Regions from separate parts of the Macaca mulatta genome. Here region 1 is linked to region 2. A link is a contact called in public Hi-C data. All regions are on one chromosome and are shown on one strand. Each heading gives the region's core, a stretch centred on a gene start, on an enhancer-like site or on the middle of the called end of the contact. The rest is flanking DNA. Distances are from core to core; before and after follow the strand shown.

Region 1 (3,092 bases), core at 248-2,747, 350 kb after region 2:
AGCAGGATTCCCTCTGAAAAAAAGAAAAAAAAAATTGCACACCCCCTTCCTCCAGTTTTCTTCATACCCCTTATCCTGGTGTATTTTTTTTTTTCCCCATAGCACCCAATGCCTTCTAACATATTACATAATTTTCTTACGTTTATCATCTTTCTCCCTATATTAGAATGAAAGCTCCAAGAGGGAAGGGTACTTGTTTTCTCTCTCTCTTCTGTTTACTGATACATCCCAAGCACTAAAATGGTGTCTGGTAACCTTAGTAGTGATTGGCAAATATTTGTTGAGTAAATGAGTACATGAACCTTCAGAATCTTGCTAGTCTTATAAACAAAAGGAATGTGTGAGTACTTTGAATCTCTAGTGCCTAGAAATGCTTGACCAAATGGCAAGTGTTCAATATTTACTGAAGGAATTGTGTGCTCAGATCTGCTGGAGTTTATCTGAACCCTTTGAGGCTATGTCAAAAAGTACCCAGGGCCAATTCACTCATGCCTCTCCTTTTCCTCTCATCCAATCAGCCCAGTATTCATCTAACAAATATCTAAGTCTCCAAATATTGAGCCACCCAATGTGAGTTCAAAAGCGTGTTTGGTGCTGCAGGGGAATATATGACTAACGCGAATGAAGCAACAGCAAATACTACACTGGAATGTAATTAAGTGTGAAATTATAGGGCAGTCTATCAGTGCTAATAGTTTAGAGAAAAAATCAGTGAAGACTGACGTAGAAGTAAATTCCAAAGTTCACTAGTCGACCAAACTACCCTTCTAAACGCTCCACCTACTGATAGTAGGACCATAACCTGGGTAGCTACCTTGAGAGTCAGAAGGGCCTTTAGAGTTCCAACTCCTTTAAGAAAGAAAGTAAGACCAGGCACGGGAAAGGCCTCCGCAGACACGAGTCTAGCACCTGGGGCTCAAGAAGTTCTGAAAGGAGGGGTGTCCTGAAGGTCCAAGGAGCCTTTGTTGGGGGTCCCGGAATCCACGGTGTGCCAGAAAAGGGGTCCGGTTTCCTGGAGAGGAGGCTAAGGTGCCGGGCGCTTCGGTGAGGTGGCGGAGGTGGGGGGGCGGGGGAGGACAGGTGGCACCATTTCTTCGGGGCATGGGGCCCCAGGTCTCCGCGGGCAGGGTCCAAAGCCACCGATACCTACTGTCCTCAACTGCGGGGTTGCTTCCGCTGCCCTTGCTCCCCAGACGCCACTCCAAGGCACAAGGACCCCAAGTCGCTTGGAACTGCAGGCCGCCAGATGACACCCGCGGAGCCGAGGCCCCGGCAGTCTCAGGGCACTACTTGTCCCAGCGGAGGGATCCCGCGTGCGTCGAAGCGGCCGAGGACGCGCAGGGACTTGACGCCGCCGACGCCGGGCAGGCGGTGCTGCGACGTCGCAGGAGGAGGTGGCGCGAGGGCGGGAGGGGGATGTGGGTCGGGAAGTAGTTCCGGGTGCGCGGCCCCGGATGTTGGCTGCTCCTGCTGCCGCCGCCGCTCTCGGCGCTGCTCGGGGCCTCGGCCGCTCGCACTAGGCACCGTTGGGACCTTTCCCGGGGGGCGGAGACGCACGCAGCGGCCGGGGGCTCGGCCGGGCCGTCCCGGCCTGCGCAGCCTGAGGTAAGTGCCCGCCGCCGGGGCGGCCGGGCCTGGGCGGCGGGCGAGGAGGCGGGGCTGGGGCATCTCCCAGATCGGAGGCAGGGGCTGCCCTCCGCGAGACGCCCTCTCTCTTCTAGTCGCAGCCGCGCTGTGGGGTGGGCGGCGGGCGGGGCAGGGGGCCTGGGTCCGGGCTGGGGCCCGGCGGGCGCTGAGGGCTGGGTCCCTCCCTCCCCCGCGGCGCTTCTCTTCAGCTGCTGCTGCCCCTCAGCCGGGAAGCAGCGGCTCCGCGTTTCCCGCCCCTCCCCCAGGCGGGGCCCCGGGGAACCAGCCGTGGATCCCGGGGGCGCCTAGTCCGAGGGCAGCTACCGTCTCCTTCCATCCATGACCTGTCCCCTGGCCGGGGCTAGCCCCCGGCCCCGGCAGTCTGCGGCTTCTTCCCTTCAAGCTTGGGGGCGCTTTTCTGCCGGCCGGGCGGGCTGTAACTCACGCCTCGGGGTGGCCCTTTGGGGTGAGGAGGCCTTTGCGAGGGTGCCTGCGTTCCCGCCCATCCTGTGTCTGTGTCCTTTGCTGGGATTAGGGCAAAGGCAGACGTTCCATGCGGACGTGTTGCTGTCCTGTGTGTGTTGCATCCTGCCCACGTGGTAGAGTGTCTCCCGCCCCCCCTCCCAGCTCCATTTTTGCAGCTGGTGAGGAGGGAGGTTAACGGGATGGTTTTTCCTCTGTGATTTCCTCCCGGTGGCATGGAAGGTGTTAGGATCAGTTTGCTTTGCCGAGGCCGACTGTTGGTTAGATGAAGAATCAAGAGTTGTACTCTGAAATTGAGGCCAGTAGGGGACATAACAGGGCTTAGTTTCATTAACATCTTTTCTCCTCTTCCATTAGCTGCTCTTATTCTTTCCTCTGTTGGTTAATCATAGAGAATAAGCGCTTGCTACGGATGAATTCAGGTATATAGTTTTCATTTCTTGATTTTACCTTTTGTGTGTCTGGTGAGCGAAGGTTTTACTATTCCGTGTTGGTGCATTCCACGTTTGTGTTGTCCCTAGTTGGATTCCTGAGTGAGTTAGAGCCATTCACTCTAATTCCTGAAGGAGTTAGAGATTGGTGGGCACCTTTTTGGTCTTTTTCTGAGATTTATTTGTGTTTGTTTTCCTCAGTTTTGTTTCCCAGTGAAAAAGCGTGATGTCATAGGAGCGTTATATGCATAGCTCTTTTTCTCACAAGGCAGCACTAGTTTCACCTAGTCACTTATTTTGTACAAGCTCTTTTACTTCACTTTTCCCCTTACTCTGTTGAGTACCCATTGCACTCTCTTTTTTGAAACTGGTTTGAAACATGTTTTGAGTAGTTTTTTTCTTAAGGTCTCTTCCAGATTAGGGTTTTCATCTTCTGTTTGGCTCTTTTGAGACCACAGATTGTTCCCGCAGTAACAGTGAGAGAAACCTATTCCCCCTGGTCCCTAGCAAATATTTATAGAAAAGCAGTAACTCCTCTCTCTTTTTCGGAGT
Region 2 (3,533 bases), core at 522-3,021:
AAAGACGTATCTGCAGCTTTACCTTCAAACAGGAAGAACAATGTCAAGTTACTAGTGACTATGGCCACTCTAATAAGCTACAGCCAGGGATCTAGCGGAAATTGACTTCATCAGCATGATTTTAGGACAAGGAAGAATGAAATAAGAACTGAAGGAAAAAAACCATTTTCTTGCAGATATATTATTTATGAACAAATAAAAACAGTTCTCTCTGGTCAAAGCTGTGCTAATACAGAATTTATCTCAGGTATTAAAATGAAACGTGAAACAAAGGCAATACAACCTCTCGGTAAAGATGACAAAACCTCATATACTTGACACGTCAAATCCTCTTACCCCCAAAATGTTAACAAGGCGTAAATATCCGATGTCAGTGGATCACATTCTCAAATACCGAGTTCAATAAAGTAGAAAAGGATGACAAGAATAAAAATCTACTGGACCGTACTTTCCCGTTTACCCTGTTAAGGAATGGCTCATTCACTCCGCTTGCCTTTTAAATTGCTTTGTGCTGTGACGAAGCCCTTGAAGTTAGCTTCAAATTAATATTTAGCTGCAAAACAAAGGCATTCTCTAAACCCAAATCCCTCCAGTCGTCAAGGAAAACAAACAGACAAAAAATCACATTAATACACCAGAGGTAGTAAACGCCTTTCAGAAGAGGACTGTGGATTGGCACAGCAAGAAGCAAGCAAGAAGGTAGGATGGAGGCTTCAGAGCCCAGCAGCTCACCTGTTGATGAAACCATATCCGTTCCTTACATTGAACCATTTTACTGTTCCCAAAACCTTCGTTGCTGGAAAAGAAAACAAAGCAAAACAAGCCACGATTACCAGCTATCCTTTTCCAAACCCGTCTCGCTTCGGCATCCGGTCCCTCGCACGCTGCCCGCCGCGGCCACCTGACAGCCCTTTCTCTCCACCGCCTGGGTGCGGGTCCGCGCCGGGGCCACGCCGCCGCCGCCGCACACGTGGGTGAGTCTGAAGCGCGGGGCGCTCCCGGGCAGGCCCGGGGCGCGGGCCCAGGATGGGTGTGTTCGCAGGCCGCGGACGGAGAGCACGTGAGGGAAGGGGAAGCCGCTCCGGACTGCGTAGGCGGTGCGCCGCGCTCTCCGAGCACACGCGGAAGGGAGCTGGGTGGGGGAGACGCGAACAACGGCGTGCGGGCCCGAGCGCACGAGGCCAGTCGGCGGGGAGGGGACCCCGTCGCACACGCGGTCGGCGGCGCGCGGCCGCAGGAGGAGGGGCGCGCGGCCGCGCGGGGTCCACAGGGGGCGCGGGAGGCAGTGTGCGCGCGCCTGCCGGGCGGGCCCCCGCAAGAGCGAGTGGGGGGGCGGGGGGAGGGGCGGCCGCGCGCCGCGGAGTCGGTCCCCACCGGCCGCGCGCCCGCCGGCTCGCCCAGCCCCGGCTAACGGTTCCGCTGCCAGGCTGCCCGAGGGCCCCACCCCCGTCCCTGTCCGGTCCTCACCGATGACCTTCTTGTCCCCGCCGGCAGGCGCCGCCGATGTGAGGCCGCCCGGGCCACCGCTCCCTGCGCCGCTGCCCGTAGTGCCGGGCTTGGTGTCGGCGGCGCTGAGGGCGGGGGCGGCGGGGGGGGCGGCGGGCGGCTGCTGGGTCTCGGCCTCGCTGCTCATGGTTGCGGTGATGGTGACTGGGGCCGGCTGCGGCAGCTGCGGCTCCTCCCGGGGTGTGATGGTAACTAGGCCGGCGGCGGCGGTGGGGCTGCTCAGGGCTCTCTGGGGTCCGCTCTCCGCTCCCGCTACCGATCGAACTAGCGAGAATGGCGGGACAGGCGGGATAAGCCCTACGATCGACCCGCCCTAGGCGTTGTTCACTGGCCGGTGGTACTGTCAATCTGCCCACCTGACCTCAGTCCCTGGCTTCTATTGACTAACATTTTATCAGTCCTCCACTCTCATTGGCTGTCTGGCGGCTAATTCAGCCGACCTACAACCGTTCCTGCCTCCGCCGGCCGCCATAGAGACCGGAACTAGAATTAGAGTAGTCGGCCACGAAAACCATAGAGTACCTGAGAGGACGGGCAGAGGGAACGTGACTTCCACGAGGCAGTCGACGGGCTGGCGGGCCCGACGTTCAGGGTTGTGTCTCGGCTGAAAAAAAGGCACGCCCGAACGCTGGGCAGGGATTACCCGGCCGGACCCGGGATTGGAAGGGGGCTCGACGACGCCTTAGCTCCCCGTGAAGAAAAGGCTTCCCTCCCTCCCTGCACCAAATACGGTCCCTGTGATCTGAGAACATTACGGCGGGCATAGAGTCGTCTTTTCTTTAATGGCCGTGTACTCGCGGCACAGCCGAGGGTTTCTGGAATTGCCTTAAACGTATGCGTTTGAAGAGCGTACGCTTTTGTCGGAGCAGTCACCTTGGAGGGACCACGCAGGCTCTGGCAGCCCGGGCTCAGCATGTTTAGGGCGAGGGTGTGCTCCATGGGGACCTGCCTTCTGATCCGTTTTACCAGGCATATATTTTTAAAAATGTGTCTTCCTTTTCAAGTGTTAACGTGTTTTTCTACTGGCCACAAATCAGATTTAATTCAACTCACATTTATTGAACAAGCTAGCGTCCTATGTTTTTTTTCATTTAATTCGTACAACAGCCATGTGATAGAGGAATTACTATCCACGTTTCACAAACGATAAAATTGAGGCTGCCACCTGATGTTACTGAAGTCCTCCACCCACCTTCTTTCGTTCTTTTTTAAGCGTCTACTATCGGCTGGGGATGGAATAGTTCGCGAGTCAGTTTCTGCCTTCTGATGGAGGCAGAAATTTAAACAGCCAACACGGTAAATACTCCAGAGCTGCAGAAGCACGAAGTATTTTGGGAGTAGAAGCAGGGAGAAGGTGGAGGGCTGACTTTCTGCGCACAGGGTACAGGCGAGAAGAGGTGGGATCTCGGGAAATGCAGTCAAGTAGTTCAGTAAGACTCGAATGTGACATTGGGTTGCAGAGGTGGGCAGAGTCACTTAGGTGTATTGAATTGGAAATATATCCTGAGGGGAAGAGTGAGAAGAGCAATTTTAGAGTCGTAAGTAGGGAGGGGCATCTTTTTAAAAATGGCTGCGGAGTGGAGAATGGGTTGCAGAGGGGCAAGGAATGGAAGTAGAGAAAGCAGTTAGGAGGCTAGTGCAGTATCCCTTACCCCTACCAATGCCGTCTAGGCCTGTCAGTTCCACCTCCTAAAGGCCTTCTTGAGTCAGTCCTAAACTCTCTAAATGTCAATTCAGAGTCTTCATTCCTACTGCCACTACTGTAGGCCATCATCGCCAATTGCTTAGAGCAAGGGGTAGGAACTTTTTCTGTGAGAACCAAATAATAATACAAGCTTGGCCGACAATATGGTTCTGACTTACTACTCAGGTTTGGAGCTTGAAAACAGCCCTAATTTTTACATGACACGAATCTTTACATATTTTCAACTATTTAAACATTTTAAAAACGATTCGTATTCTTAGCTCATGAGCCACAGAAAAACGGAGTGTAGTTGGCTGATCCCTAGTATAGAGCAGTGCTGTTG

Evidence for each region. A called contact is a pair of places that touch in the nucleus more often than the background predicts.
Region 1: a Hi-C map of fetal cortex germinal zone shows a contact between it and region 2, with 2.2 times the contacts expected there. The contact joins the promoter of FOXJ3 here to the promoter of YBX1 in region 2. A contact is called at or near these places in 2 of 14 Hi-C or Micro-C datasets (fetal cortex germinal zone and liver).

The regions. Positions count from the first base shown.
Region 1 is chr1:198,426,464-198,429,555 of T2T-MMU8v2.0, forward strand. FOXJ3 (forkhead box J3) reads left to right here and starts at 1,498. Exons shown (of 13, transcript NM_001266996.1): 1 at 1,498-1,605. LOC144334019 (a long non-coding RNA gene) reads right to left here and starts at 1,320. Exons shown (of 3, transcript XR_013403357.1): 1 at 815-1,320. LOC144334021 (a long non-coding RNA gene) reads right to left here and starts at 13. Exons shown (of 2, transcript XR_013403360.1): 1 at 1-13.
Region 2 is chr1:198,077,107-198,080,639 of T2T-MMU8v2.0, forward strand. YBX1 (Y-box binding protein 1) reads right to left here and starts at 1,772. Exons shown (of 7, transcript XM_015137151.3): 1 at 1,468-1,772; 2 at 733-796. The coding sequence starts at 1,633. It overlaps LOC144334018 (a long non-coding RNA gene), which reads left to right and starts at 2,022. Exons shown (of 5, transcript XR_013403356.1): 1 at 2,022-2,802.